2 separate regions of the Sus scrofa genome follow, and region 2 is linked to region 1. A link is a contact called in public targeted proximity ligation data. All regions are on one chromosome and are shown on one strand. The core of a region is the stretch at or near the end of the contact, and the rest is flanking DNA. Distances in the headings are between cores, read along the strand shown. Region 1 has its middle 14 kb from the start of CYP3A29. Region 2 holds the start of LOC110259856 (cytochrome P450 3A29-like).

Evidence for each region.
Region 2: a contact with region 1 is called in a targeted proximity ligation map of alveolar macrophages.

What each region holds. Positions count from the first base shown.
Region 1 is chr3:6,721,568-6,728,375 of Sscrofa11.1, forward strand. No RefSeq gene overlaps it. Among named protein-coding and RNA genes, the nearest start is that of CYP3A29, 14 kb to the right of the region's middle.
Region 2 is chr3:6,785,569-6,792,078 of Sscrofa11.1, forward strand. LOC110259856 (cytochrome P450 3A29-like) reads left to right here and starts at 4,160. Exons shown (of 13, transcript XM_021086162.1): 1 at 4,160-4,897; 2 at 5,683-5,776. The coding sequence starts at 4,827.

The DNA.
Region 1 (6,808 bases), core at 3,489-5,988:
CACTTGTTATTTGTGGACTTATTAATGATGGCCATTCTGACTGGTGTGAGGTGGTATCTCATGGTAGTTTTGATTTGCATTTCTCTTATAATCAGTGATGTTGAGCATTTTTTCATGTGCTTGTTGGCCATCTGTATATCTTCCTTGGAGAACAGTCTATTCAGGTCTTTTGCCCATTTTTCCATTGATTGATTGGTTTTTTTGCTGTTGGGTTGTATAAGTTGCTTACATATTCTAGAGATTAAGCCCTTGTCTGTTGCATTGTTTGAAACTATTTTCTCCCATTCTGAAAGTTGTCTTTTTGTTTTCTTTTTGGGTTCCTTCGCTGTGCAAAAGCTTTTCAGTTTGATTAGGTCCCACGGGTTTATTTTTGCTCTAATTTCTATTGCTTTGGGAGACTGACCTGAGAAAATATTCATGAGGTTGATGTCAGAGAGTGTTTTGCCTATGTTCTCTTCCAGGAGTTTGATGGTGTCCTGTCGTATATTTAAGTCTTTCAGCCATTTGGAGTGTATTTTTGTGCATGGTGTGAAGGTGTGTTCTAATTTCATTGCTTTGCATGCAGCTGTCCAGGTTTCCCAGCAATGCTTGCTGAGAAGACTTTCTTTTTCCCCATTTTATGTTCTTGCCTCCCTTGTCAAAGATTAACTGACCATAGGTGTCAGGGTTTATTTATGGGTTCTCTATTCTGTTCTATTGGTCTGTCTGTCTGTTTTGATACCAGTACCATACTGTTTTGATGACTGTGGCTTTGTAGTATTTCTTGAAGTCTGGGAGAGTTATGCCCCCTGCTTGGTTTTTGTTTCTCAGGATTGCTTTGGCAATCCTGGGTCTTTTGCTGTTCCATATAAATGTTTGGATTGTTTGTTCTAGTTCTGTGAAAAATGTCATGGGTAATTTGATAGGGATTGCATTGAATCTGTAGATTGCTTTGGGTAGTATGGCCATTTTTACAATACTGATTTTTCTAATCAAGGAACATGGAATATCTTTCCATTTCTTTCCATCTTCTTTACGTTATCTGATTAAAGTTTTATAGTTCTTGGCATATAGGTCCCTTACCTCCTTGGTCAGGTGTATTCCGAGGTATTTGATTTTGTGAGGTGCAATTTTAAAAGGTATCGTCTTTTTGTATTCCTTTTCTAATGTTTCATTGCTGGTATACAGAAATGCAACTGACTTTCTGAATGTTAATCTTATATCCTGCTCCTTTGCTGAATTTATGAATCAGTTCAAGTAGTTTTGGGGTTGAGTCCTTAGGGTTTTCTATGTATAGTATCATGTCATCTGCATACAGTGACAGTTTGATCTCTTCTCTTCCTACTTGGATGCCTTTTATTTCTTTTGTTTGTCTAATTGCTGTGGCTAGGACTTCCAAAACTATGTTGAAGAGCAGTGGTGAGAGTGGGCATCACTGTCTTGTTCCAGATTTGAGTGAGAAGGCTTTCAGTTTTTCCCCATTGAGTATTATATTTGCTGTGGGTTTATCATAAATGGCTTTGATTATATTCAGGAATGTTCCCTCTATACCCACTTTGGCGAGGGTCTTGATCATGAATGGATGTTGGACTTTGTCAAATGCTTTTTCTGCATCTATTGAGATGATCATATGGTTTTTGACTTTTCTTTTGTTAATGTGGTGTATGACGTTAATTGATTTGCGTATGTTGAACCATCCTTGTGAACCTGGGATGAACCCAACCTGGTCATGGCGTATGATCTTTTTGATATGTTGTTGGATTCGGTTGGCTAAGATTTTGTTGAGAATTTTTGCGTCTATATTCATCAAAGATATTGGCCAATAGTTTTCTTTTTTGGATTGTTTTTATGTGATGCTTCAGAATCTCGGCTTCAGCTCCATGGTCACATCCTCTGAGAAGGTTGCCAAGGGTGCTGCCTCCTGGCAGTTATGCCCCTGTGTAACCCCTCTCATTGGTGAGGCTGGACAGGTGACTTGCTTCTACTGAATAGAATGTGGTAAAAGAGATGGGATGCCACTTCTGAGATGAGGTGATAAGAGCCTGTGGCTTCCACCTTGGGAGCTCCCTGCCTCACTCTGAGGGAAGCCAGCTGCCATGTTGGGAGCTGCCCTGAGGAGAGACCCAGGTGGCAAAGATCTGAGGGGGGCTCCTGGCCCACAGCCAGCAGGGAACGGAACCCACGAGCTTGTGAGGAAGTGAATCCTGCCACACCACCTAAGAGGACTTGGAGGTGGATCCTCCCCCAGGTGACATTTTGGATGGGATGTAGCCCAGCCCGATAGCAGGACTATAACCCTCCTGAGAGAGCTTGAGCCAGAGGTGCCAGCTAAGCCTCACCTGGACCCCTAACCCAAGAACTGTGATGTAAAAATGTTTGTTGTTTCCAGCTGTTCTATTTTGGGAGAATGTGTTAGACAGCATCAAGAACTAGTGCACCTTTCTTGGTGTCTGTTCCAGCCCCAACTTCAGGGACCAGCTTTTCATGGATTCCAGCTTAATTGGTGTAGGTGAAGCTTGCCTGTGCCTGTCAACTTACCAGATCATGTATGATAGAGAAGTTTTAGAGAATTACTGCCCTGCTGGCAGAACCTTGGCCCAAAGGGAGAAGGAAATCATTGGATAGCTTCTTCCTCTTTCTTTCCCTTGGCTGGGCTGTCCTGGATGCAGTGGTCCTACGGCCTCTCAGAAGATGGCCTCTGTTGATCAAAGAGTTGGTTGCTTTTAATAGCAAGTATTGGCCAGGTTGGTTAAGGGACCTGGTATAGATGATCCTGCCTTTCATGCTTGATTTTTATTTTCCTTCACCCTTGCTCCCCTGGGCTCAATTTCCCCATAAGACAGTAGCCGGAAAGCCTGGGTCTCAGGCTCTTCTTCCTTGGGAAATCTCTGGAGTTCATGCTTTCCTTGTGGGAGGATGACTTCCACTTAATTTTTAAAAGACCTTTTGTACTATTTAATTTTGTATTCTTCTTGGGTTAGTTTTGGTCAGTTATGCTTTCCTAGGAACTGGCCTATTGCTTCTAATATTTTAACTAATATTTTTCATGGTTCTTAGCAACAGTTAAATTAATAGGTATGATCTTCTTCAGTTTAAGACATCATCCTACAGATTTTAGATATTCTGGTGGGCCCAGGCGTGTGTACTTTTTAATAATTATAATGAGCATCATGGCCTGAGAGGCACTCTGTGTTTCTGAGTAACCACTGTGAGCGAGCAGAAGCAAGACTCTCCCCACCACCCACATGCTGAGACTGTGGACAAGCGTTGCTGGGGAAGATAGTGCCCACCTGACTTCCAGAGGAAGCCTGGGAATTCACCAGATGGAAAATCAGCTTGGCCCCTTCCAGGGGGAAGAACAGTTTTGTTCAGATACTAGAAGAATCAGTTATGTTTCATCTTGGCGGGCATGGGGAGTGGCAGATCATACCTTGTTTAAAACATCATGTGCTCCTTAGAAGTGGTCTGAGATAAGACTGAAGAAGCCAGCCATGACCAGATGCACATGAGTCTTTTTTTTTTCCACATTTTATTTTTATTATTTAAAAAATGAGATGTACTTAACATACAATGTTAATTTCAAGTGTACGATGTAATGCTTTGATATTTTTATATATTAGGATTTGATCACCTCAATAAGACTAATAAGCATCAGTCACCATACAGAGTTGTTCCAATATTTTTGACTGTATTCCCTTTGTGTACATTGTGTCCCTCTGACTTGTTTATTTTATATGTGGGAGTTTGTATCTATTTGTCCCCTTGGCCTTTTGTGGCTGTCCCCCAGTGCCTCTCCCATCTGCCCACCATCTTTTTGTTCTCTGTGTCTATGATTTTGTTTCTCTGTTGTTTGTTTGGTTTTTTAGATTCAACATATAAATGAAATCCTAAGGTATTTCTTTTTCTCTGACTTATATCACTTAGTGTGATACCCTCTGGGTCAATATAAAAAGAAGAAAATGAAAAACCCAATTAAAAATGGGCAGAAGAAATGAATAGCCTTTTTTTTCCCTCAAAGAAGACGTGCAGATGGCAACAGACACATGAAAAGGTACTCAACATCACGCATCGTCAGGAAAAACAAGTCAAGCCTCACACCCCTCCCTCAGAATGGCTCTCATCAAAAAGCCAAGAAACACGTTTTGGCCAGGATAGACAGAGAAGGGAACTCTCCTGCCTAGTTGGTGGGATTGTAAATTAGTACGACCACTGTGACGTCAGTATGGAAACTGCTCAAAAACGAAAAGTAGCCTACCATATGATCCAGCACTTCCAATTCTGGGTGTCTATGAATATGAATATGAATGAATGAATATGAAAATGAATATGAACACATAAATTTGAAAAGATATATACCCCTATGCTCATGGCAGCACAGTTTACAATAGCCAGGAGACAGAAGCAGCCCAAGGGACCAACAAGGGTCTTGAGTTGCTACCGCCAGACATGGGTTTTATCCTGTGGATGATGGAAGCATGTGGAGAGGTCTGAGCAACTGAGGAATGTTACAAAATCCATGTTTTACCAGGCTCTGTCTGGTGACAGAGGAGGGGATTCCCTGGGTGAGACTAGCCTAGGATCAGGCCAAACTCATGCAGAGGTTACTGCAACACTGAGGAGAGACCACCAACGCTTTGCCTCTCTTTCGCAATATGACCTGTGATGCTCATCTTTTCCTTCCCCCAATACTTCCTCTTTCATTATTTGCCTTTGTCGTGGTCTCCTGACACTTGCCTTCCATTCTCTGATTCCTCTTTCATTCACGGATTTCATCATCTTTTACTGCCTTCTTTCTTGGAAGCCCAGATGATTCTGATTCCTACATGTCAGACCTGTTTGCAACATCTCCTATTGGCTAACATCACGAATTCAGTGAAAACATAACGTTTAGTAGGCAGAACGATGTGCTGTGATTTTGTGGCCAAAACCAGCTCTGTAGAGTTTGTACAACAGTGGAATCATGCTGAAAGGAGTGGAAGGAAATCATTTATTTATTGTATAACTATTAAGGCTGACCCAACCTGCCAAATTATTTCAGGAGGCACCTTGGAATCCAAGTAAGTATGAATCACCAGCTGTGACCATATGTCCTGGATTCATGGTTTAATTGCTTGGGCAGGTTTCATCCCCACCCTGAGCTTTTGTTTCTGCATCTGTAAAGAGGGATTTAAATAATCCCAGCCCACGTGAAATCCTCACAAATATTCCTTAAGGATCAATTAAGAGAGATATGAGGGAGTTCCCATCGTGATGCTGTGTAAACAAATCTGACTAGGAACCATGAGGTTGTGGGTTTGATCCCTGGCCTTGCTCAGTGGGTTAAAGATCCAGCATTGCTGTGAGCAGTGGTGTAAGTCACAGACCTGGCTTGGATCTGACATTGCTATGGCTGTGGTGCAGGCTGGCAGCTACAGTTCCAATTGGACCCCTTGCCTGGGAACCTCCATATGCTGTGGGAGAGGCCCTAAAAAGACTTAAAAAAAAAAAGAGAGAGAGAGAGACATGAAAGAACTTTATAAACAGTACTTTGCAGTAGAGATGTTCTTTGTTAACTTGGAATGATAAAAATTCTGGAATTGTGTAGAAAGCAAGTGGCCATGAGGAAATCTCTCTCCTCCTCTTCCCTTTGATGCAAAGTGAATGAGAGCACTTCTGATTCAGGGCACAGGGGCCGGTGGAGTGCAGGGAGGCTTTCTGCATGATGGGACGTGTGGGGGTCAGGGAGAACATCCCCCACCCTCACCCCGACTCTCACCGATAGGCTTGTGAGGGAGCCTCACCTTGTCTGTGTAGAGACAAGGGCATTCACCACCCTCTCGGAATACCTGGGCTCTGAGACTAGCTCCCCCATAATTCTTGGGCAAGGATGGGCCTGGTTCAAGGTAAGGCCTTGAGTTAGAAACCTAGACTTTCTAAATTTGAGTCCCAGCTCTACTAGTTATTGTTTATGCATTCTTGGATGGTTCCTTAACCTTTCTCTGCCCAAGTTTGTTCATTTGTGAAACAGGAATGACGGCAATACTTAGCTCATAGGGTTGTTGGGTGGATTAAATCAGTTAATGCAGGCCAAGTACTCCGAACAATATGTTTAGCTTTCTATGCCCGTGTGTGTGTGTGTGTGTACACCCCTCTCTGCAGTCCCATTTGGGAAGCCACTCTAGAATCTAGAGCTCTGGACTTAAACAGGTTGGTTGTCTTCTCCCAGGTCGATCCTCTTCCATTTTGCCCTCAGGAACTCTTGGTTCCTCACAGGCCTGGGGGACATGGGGACCCTAAATGACATAGAAGGGAGAGAGAATAAAGAAGGAGGAAGAAGTGCTTAGAAAATCTTTCACAGGGCCTGAGAGGACAGGTGGTGAAGAGGCCTTGTGGTTGGGATAAGGTCCTCATAGGTCAGTTCTGGTCAGTTTTCCTCTCAGACAGATGAGGAAAGAGACCCCAGGACGCCCAGGGTCACACATTCTACCGCATCCATCCTGCTGATTCTCTTGTCTCCGTATCTTTTGAAGAAAGACAGAGTTTAAGGAAACAAAAAAGGGTCAACTCTATCATTGCTGGGAACTTAAGAAAGGCAGTTCTTCCCTTTCATAGCACATGTCCCAGTATCCAGCTCAATATTTAGTTGTGTGGTAATTTGCTTAGTGCTTTTTGCCTCCTTGCCTTCATAAGGGCAAGGCCCTGACACATTTCTATTTAGGCTTGGCTCGTGGCCTGAACACGGTAGGCACACATCCCAACCCACATGCAATGACCTTGGGGGGAGATGCTCACCTCCTCCATAGCCAGGAGCAAATGTTTACAGATTTGCCATTGGCCTCACCACCCCCTC
Region 2 (6,510 bases), core at 2,910-5,409, 63 kb after region 1:
ACGTTGTAGAGCACAGCAGAGATGATAGTTGTTAGTTCATCGGCAAAGAGAAACTCGGGATGGAGTAGAAAGTGAGCAGCCCCGAGGAAGTCCTCCTCCTCTTCTTCCTTTGCTGTGAAGTCTGTGGAAGGGCTTCTGCTTCAGGGCATGGGAAGGGGCCCCCTCCATGGTGCAGTGTGTGGGGGTCTGAAAAAATATACTCCGACCTCACTCCAGCTGCCATCGATGGACTTGCCAGGGGGCCTCACCATGTCTCTGGCTTGGGGCAGAGCCCTGGTCACTACCCACTCTGAAGCCTTGGGCTTGTGACAGTCCCCTCACTAAACTCTTGGGAAAGGCTGGGCTTAGTTTAAGTTAAGACCTTGGGCTCTCAGACAAGATAATCTAAATTTGACTCCTGACTCTGAGAGTAATTAGTGATGCATCTCTCTCTCTCTCTCTTTTTTTTTTTTGTCTTTTTGACTTTTCTAGGGCTGCACCTGCAGCATATGAATGTTCCCAGGCTAGGGGTCTAATCGGAGCTGTAGCCACTGGCCTACACCACAGCCACAGCAATGCAGGATCTGAGCCGCGACTGCGACCTACACCACAGCTCACGAAACGCCAGATCCTTAACCCATTGCATGAGGCCAGGGGTTGAACCTGCAACCTCATGGTTCCTAGTCAGATTCATTAACCACTGAGCCACGACAGGAACTCTGTAATGCATCTCTTTTTTAAAAATTTAATTTTTTTGGAATATAGTTGACTTATAATGTCAAATGAGTTTCAGAGTACAGCAAAGGGAATCAATCATACATATAAATATAGCCATTCTTTTCTCCTGCATAGCTTCTTACAATCTATTGAGTAGATTTTCTGGGCTATACAGTGGTTCTTGTTACTCATCTATTTTATACAGTAGTGTGGATATATTATTTCCACCCTCCCACTTCTTCCCTCCTCCTAACAGTTTCCAGATTGGTGACCACAGATGGTTTTGAAATCTGTGAGTGCCTTATTGAATGGTCATTTACATTTTCTGTGTCCCAGCTTGCTCATTCTTAAAAGACGGATCATACCGATACCTATCTCACAGGTCTGTTGGGTGGATTGAATCTCTTAATGCTGGCCCAGTGCTTGAGGATAAGACTTTTTTTTTTCTCTCTCTCTCCCTATCTCCCCATCTCCCTCTCCTCCTCTCTCTCCCTCTCCCTCTGTGTGTGTGTGTGTGTGTGTGTGTGTGTGTGTGTGGTCAGTGTGGTATGATGTTCCCCTCTCTGCAGTCCCAATAGAAAAACTACTTTAGAATTGAGAGCTCAGGACCTAAATGTGTGGTTGTCCTCTGCCAGGTCCCTCTTGATTCCGTCTTGGCTTCAGGGACCCTTGGATCCTGACTGGGCTGGGAGACTTGGGGATCTTAAATGACATATAAGAGAAGGAGGAGAGACACAGAGGTGGAGAGAGGCAGGCAGTGAAGGGGACTGTGGTTGGGATAAGGTCGTCTTAGGTCAATTCTGGTCAGTTTCTCTCTCAGACAGATGAGGAAACAGACCCCAGGATGCCCAAGTTCACACGCTTCCATCGCATCCATCCTTCTGATTCTCTTGTCTTCATGTCTTTCAAGAAGAACAGAGTTTAAGGAAAGAAAGGTCAACCACGTCCATGCTAAGGAAGCACAGGTCCTGACCTACATCTCGGTATTTATTTGTGAAGTTAACTAGTTTAGAGTCTCTTTCCCCTTTAAGTGTAGGCTTCATGAGAGCAGGCTTTTAGCTTCTTTATAGTTAATCTTAACACATGACCTAAATGCAGCAGGCATGGACCCCAGCCAACAACAATGTTGGGGTGAGGTGCCCACCTCCTCTAAGGCTAAGAGAGAATGTTCAGTCACTATCTTCCCATCCCACCATCCTTCCCATCCTGGAAACCAGGAGACCCCGAAAAGTTGTTTATTCCCTTCCCCAAGCCACCAGCACTTAAATACCACCTGTTACCCCAGAATGGCATTATCAAGTTTTGCCCTACCGCAAAGAATGAAGAAATGAGCTTAAAAATAGAAAAAAAAATAATACTGTTCGCAAAACCTCAGGGATGATATTATCATATAAAGTGGAGTAAGTCAGAAAGAGAATGACAAATACCATACGATATCACTTATAAGTGGAATCTAAAATATGGCACAAGTGAACCTATCTACAAAACAGAAACAGACTCACAGACAAGGAGAACAGATTTTGGTTGCCAAGGGGGATGGGGGAGGGAGTGGGATGGACTGAGAGGCTGGGGTTAGTAGATACAGATACAAACTATTACATTTAGAATGGATAAACAGCAACAGGTCCTACTCTATAGCTCAGGGAACTATGTCCAATCTCCTGGGATAGACCGTGATGGAAAAGAATACTAAAAAAGAATGTGTGTGTGTGTATAAAATGCACGTATGACCGAGTCACTTTGCTGTATAGCAGAAAGTGACACAACATTGTAAATCAAATACACGTTAATTTTAAAAACAATGAAGGCATGGGAGCAGAGTTATAAACACACAATCTTGCTCACACTGTTTTCACACAGATTGTGACCTATGAAATTTGAATCTAACATATAAATCACTCCAGACTAATGTTGCTTCCTTATACGGTGATCAATTCTTTGAGCCAGTGGAAGTGGAAGTCAGGACAGCCTTCCCGGAAGAGGAGTCACTTGGCTAACAGCATAACGGGAAAGGAATAGCAGGCTTATTGTGCTTCTTGCATCATTGAGTCTCTGACAACCTGTTTACCTGTACTGATGTCTGAGCCTAATGCTTCCCTGAGTGTTATTTGATTTTCACCTTTGACTGATTGCCAAGAACTAAGAAAGAAGATAGGCCATTTACGTTGATGAGACACTGTGTTCTCATACCTGTGTCACTACTTCACATTGGCTGTTCTAAAACTACCTGTTTGTGTCCCTAACTTCAACCTGAATAATGTCTAAGTCTTGGTCATTTTTGTGTCCTAAGCATATAGAGCTTTGAAAGCATGTGACAAGCCCGTATGTGAAAACATGGGCTTTTAGACAACCTGACATTCACCCACTTGGCCTTGAGTCAATGAACGGATGAATAGATGTGTTCATGCATTTCACTTAGCAGGTGCTTCCTGGAGAAAGTATGAACGCAAAGATGACTAACTATGATGGTAGAAATTTCATGCTGTGAGATAAGCTCCCAAGGAAATAAAGAAAGCAGATGACATAGCTGGGACTCACTGCAATTTATCAATGAGACACCCACTCATTCAGGCTATTGTTCAGAAGTCCAAGGGACTAACAGACTAGAGGGATGGAGGTCTCTCTTTCTGCAGAAGGTCTGAAGTGAGAAAGGATGAAGCAAGAAGGAAGCACACACACACAGCTTAAATGTCATGTGTTTCCATTGAGTTTAAGAATCTTTGTGATTTTTTTCACATAATTCATGGTTTCTCAGGCCAAGGAGACACAGGACATGGATCAGAGTCATGACAATGAGGTCATGTAATTTCCAGAGCCTCAATTTTCAGGTTTCTTCAGGAATGGGGTGGGGCTCACAGATGATACCAACTTCTGCTATAGGCCTTCTCCTTACCAGTTCTCAAACCCATTAAAAATCCCCTACTTATCAAAAAAGCAGGGAGCCATCTGCTCTGGTAAGTATCACATCACTGGTAGATAAGGAGTTTGGGGTCCACTTGGCCACCAGGCTGCTTTCCTTTCTTCACTCTCTTTACACCCATTGATCTTGGACTTGCAGCCTTTCCAGAGAGAGGGGCCATTCTTTGCTCTAGAATCTTTCTAACTTGCTGTCTATGGCAGGACACTCTGAGGGCAGGACAGCAATTGTCCTGAATTGATACCCCTTGATGCAACCATCACCATCTCCCCCATGTTCTGCCTCTCCTTCTGGAGCCCTCTTGTCAACAGAATCCTGATGGATCCTCATGGATGTGCAGTGATGATGGCTGAGGCCCAGCCGGGACTCCTGGTGTACTAACAATCCAGGAAGATGGTGTGGTCACCAATGAGTCACTTGAAAAAGTCATGCGGTGACCTGGTGGTCTTACTTCCAGCAACACAATTCCACCAACCTTTCTGATTCCCACTCTGTAGAAAGCACCGTGCTGGGTACCAGGGCTATAACTGCAACTGATACCCAGACTGTGCCCAAACTCTCCATCTGGTGAGGGGACAGAGTGGTGAGGAAACCAGCAATGGTGCTGGAGGCAATAGATTTGTGTGCAGGGGACAGAAGACCCCAGCAAAGGAAATGCTTCTATCTGGTTGAGGAGGTTGGTTAGGAAATTTCTAAGACAGGGGGTTATGTCTGAGCTGGGATTTAAAGGATGAGCAGTGGATGTAGAGAGAAAACAAGGGAATTTCTAGGCAGAGGAAACTGCATGGGTAAAGATCTGTCGATCTAGATTGTCAAAAGAATTTCAAGTATTTTAACATGTGGGCAGGTATGGAGACAAGTGCATTTTAGAGGAGATTAATAGCCTGTGGTTTTATGTGAGTTTCTGTAATGCTTGGGATTACTGATAACCCTGACTGAGTTGTTATTGAATTCCCATAGAATATGAACTCAAGGGAGGACTAACTGGAGTGTCCATGATGTTTTGCCAGCGCTCAAGGCAGGAGGGGCTCCTGCAGGTGGAACACAGGGGGCTCTTCCATTGGCTGCAGCTCCAGCCCCACCTCCTTTCCCAGCACTTAAACCTCCAGCCCCAATGACTCTCTAGTGGGCAGCAAGGGGACCTCCACACTCTCAGAGCAGCACACACAGCTGAAGGGACACTCAGAGGAGGGAACCCCAGAGGACGGTGGCCATGGACCTGATTCCAAGTTTTTCTGTGGAAACTTGGCTTCTCCTGGTTACCAGCCTGGTGCTCCTCTATCTGTGAGTAACTGTCCAGACCTGTCTCCTCCATAGCCTTGGGCTTGGGGTGCTAAATAGGTCCTCCTTTCCCTGTTTTTTTTTTAATTATTCAATGGATTTTATTACATTTATAGTTGTACAATGATCATCACCGCCCAATTTTATAGGATATCCATCCCAAACCCCCAGCCATCCCCCCACCCCCAACCTGTCTCCTTTGGAAACCATAAGTTTTTCAAAGTCTGTGAGTCAGTATCTGTTCTGCAAAGAAGTTCTTGCATCCTTTTTTTTTTTTTTTTTTTTTTTTTAGATTCCACATATGAGTGATAGCAAGTGATATTGGTGTCTCACTGTCTCACTATCTCTGTCTGTTTTGAAGATCAAAGTTAACTGAGAAAAAGTTGCTAGAGCTTTCAGTGGTACAGAATTTTTTTTCTCATTTCTACCTAGAATGAGAATCTCCAAATTATGGCAGAATCAAGTAACTCTTAACATTAGTTTTCTGGAAGAACACCAGCCTGAACTCAGGAGCACTCAAACTGGAAACATATATGAAATATTTGTTCTAGGATTGGGACCTTTTAGACTTCAGCTGCTTTTAGCTAATCATTATTACCTTTGATGGATCTCATAGTGGTGGGAAATGAGATGAAGAGTGAATGTAATTATTCCTTTTTGAGTTACTAATTGCTTATTGCCTACATGTTACCTCTGAGGTTGATGATTGCAGGTCTGAGTCACTGACTAGCCAGCCCCAGCACCTGTTCCTCAGTCCCTGTGACCTGGTTTTCTCTTTGATTTTGTAGATATGGGACTTATTCACATGGATTTTTTAAGAAGCTGGGGATTCCTGGGCCGACACCTGTGCCTTATTTTGGAAATATTCTGGCCTACCGTAAGGTATGTGTTATTTGAGCTCCCTCTTTGCTTCTTACAGTTGCCAATTCCAGCCAAGTTCCTCAGTAAAAGTTCCTCTCCTCAGGAAGAGGAAGTTCTGAGGTTTCACACTTTCCAGAAAGGGCACCATGGCCCTTGCGCAGCACATGGCCACATTTACCCCACAGATGCATTGTCAGCTGTTAGGAACCTCAGCTTTTCCCTCAGACAGCTCAGCTCTCTGGCTGATTCAGCACAGGACTTGAAGTTCCAACTTGTGATTTTTGTGAACAGGATTTTCTTTCTCCCAGATGCAGGTTCCCAGGCAGGGACAATCGCCTTTAGAAGAAGAGCATTACATGGGTGCCTGGTTTCATTAAGTTGTGTGCACTAGAGTCAAACGTTCCTGTTGGTAGCATAAACTATAGCCATAAGCATAAGAGTTCATACTTCATATCCTGATTCTCCCAACCGAGGCTCTCCTTGTCTCATTACTGCCTGAGAACTTCCTGAACTTCTTTCCCTCAGAAGCAATATTTTCCTTGTCACCCCTGCTTTCCAAATGAACTCTTTAGTAGATGTACCCCAAGACCTGCAGTTCTGGGACCTTCATTTTCATAGTTAAACCATCGAATATCACAGCAGAGGAGTTCCCATGTGGCTAAGCAGGTGAAAGAGCTGACATTGTTGTCTCTGTGAGGATGGGGGTTCGATCCCTGGCCTCGTTTAGTGGGTTAAGCATCTGGCATTACTACAAG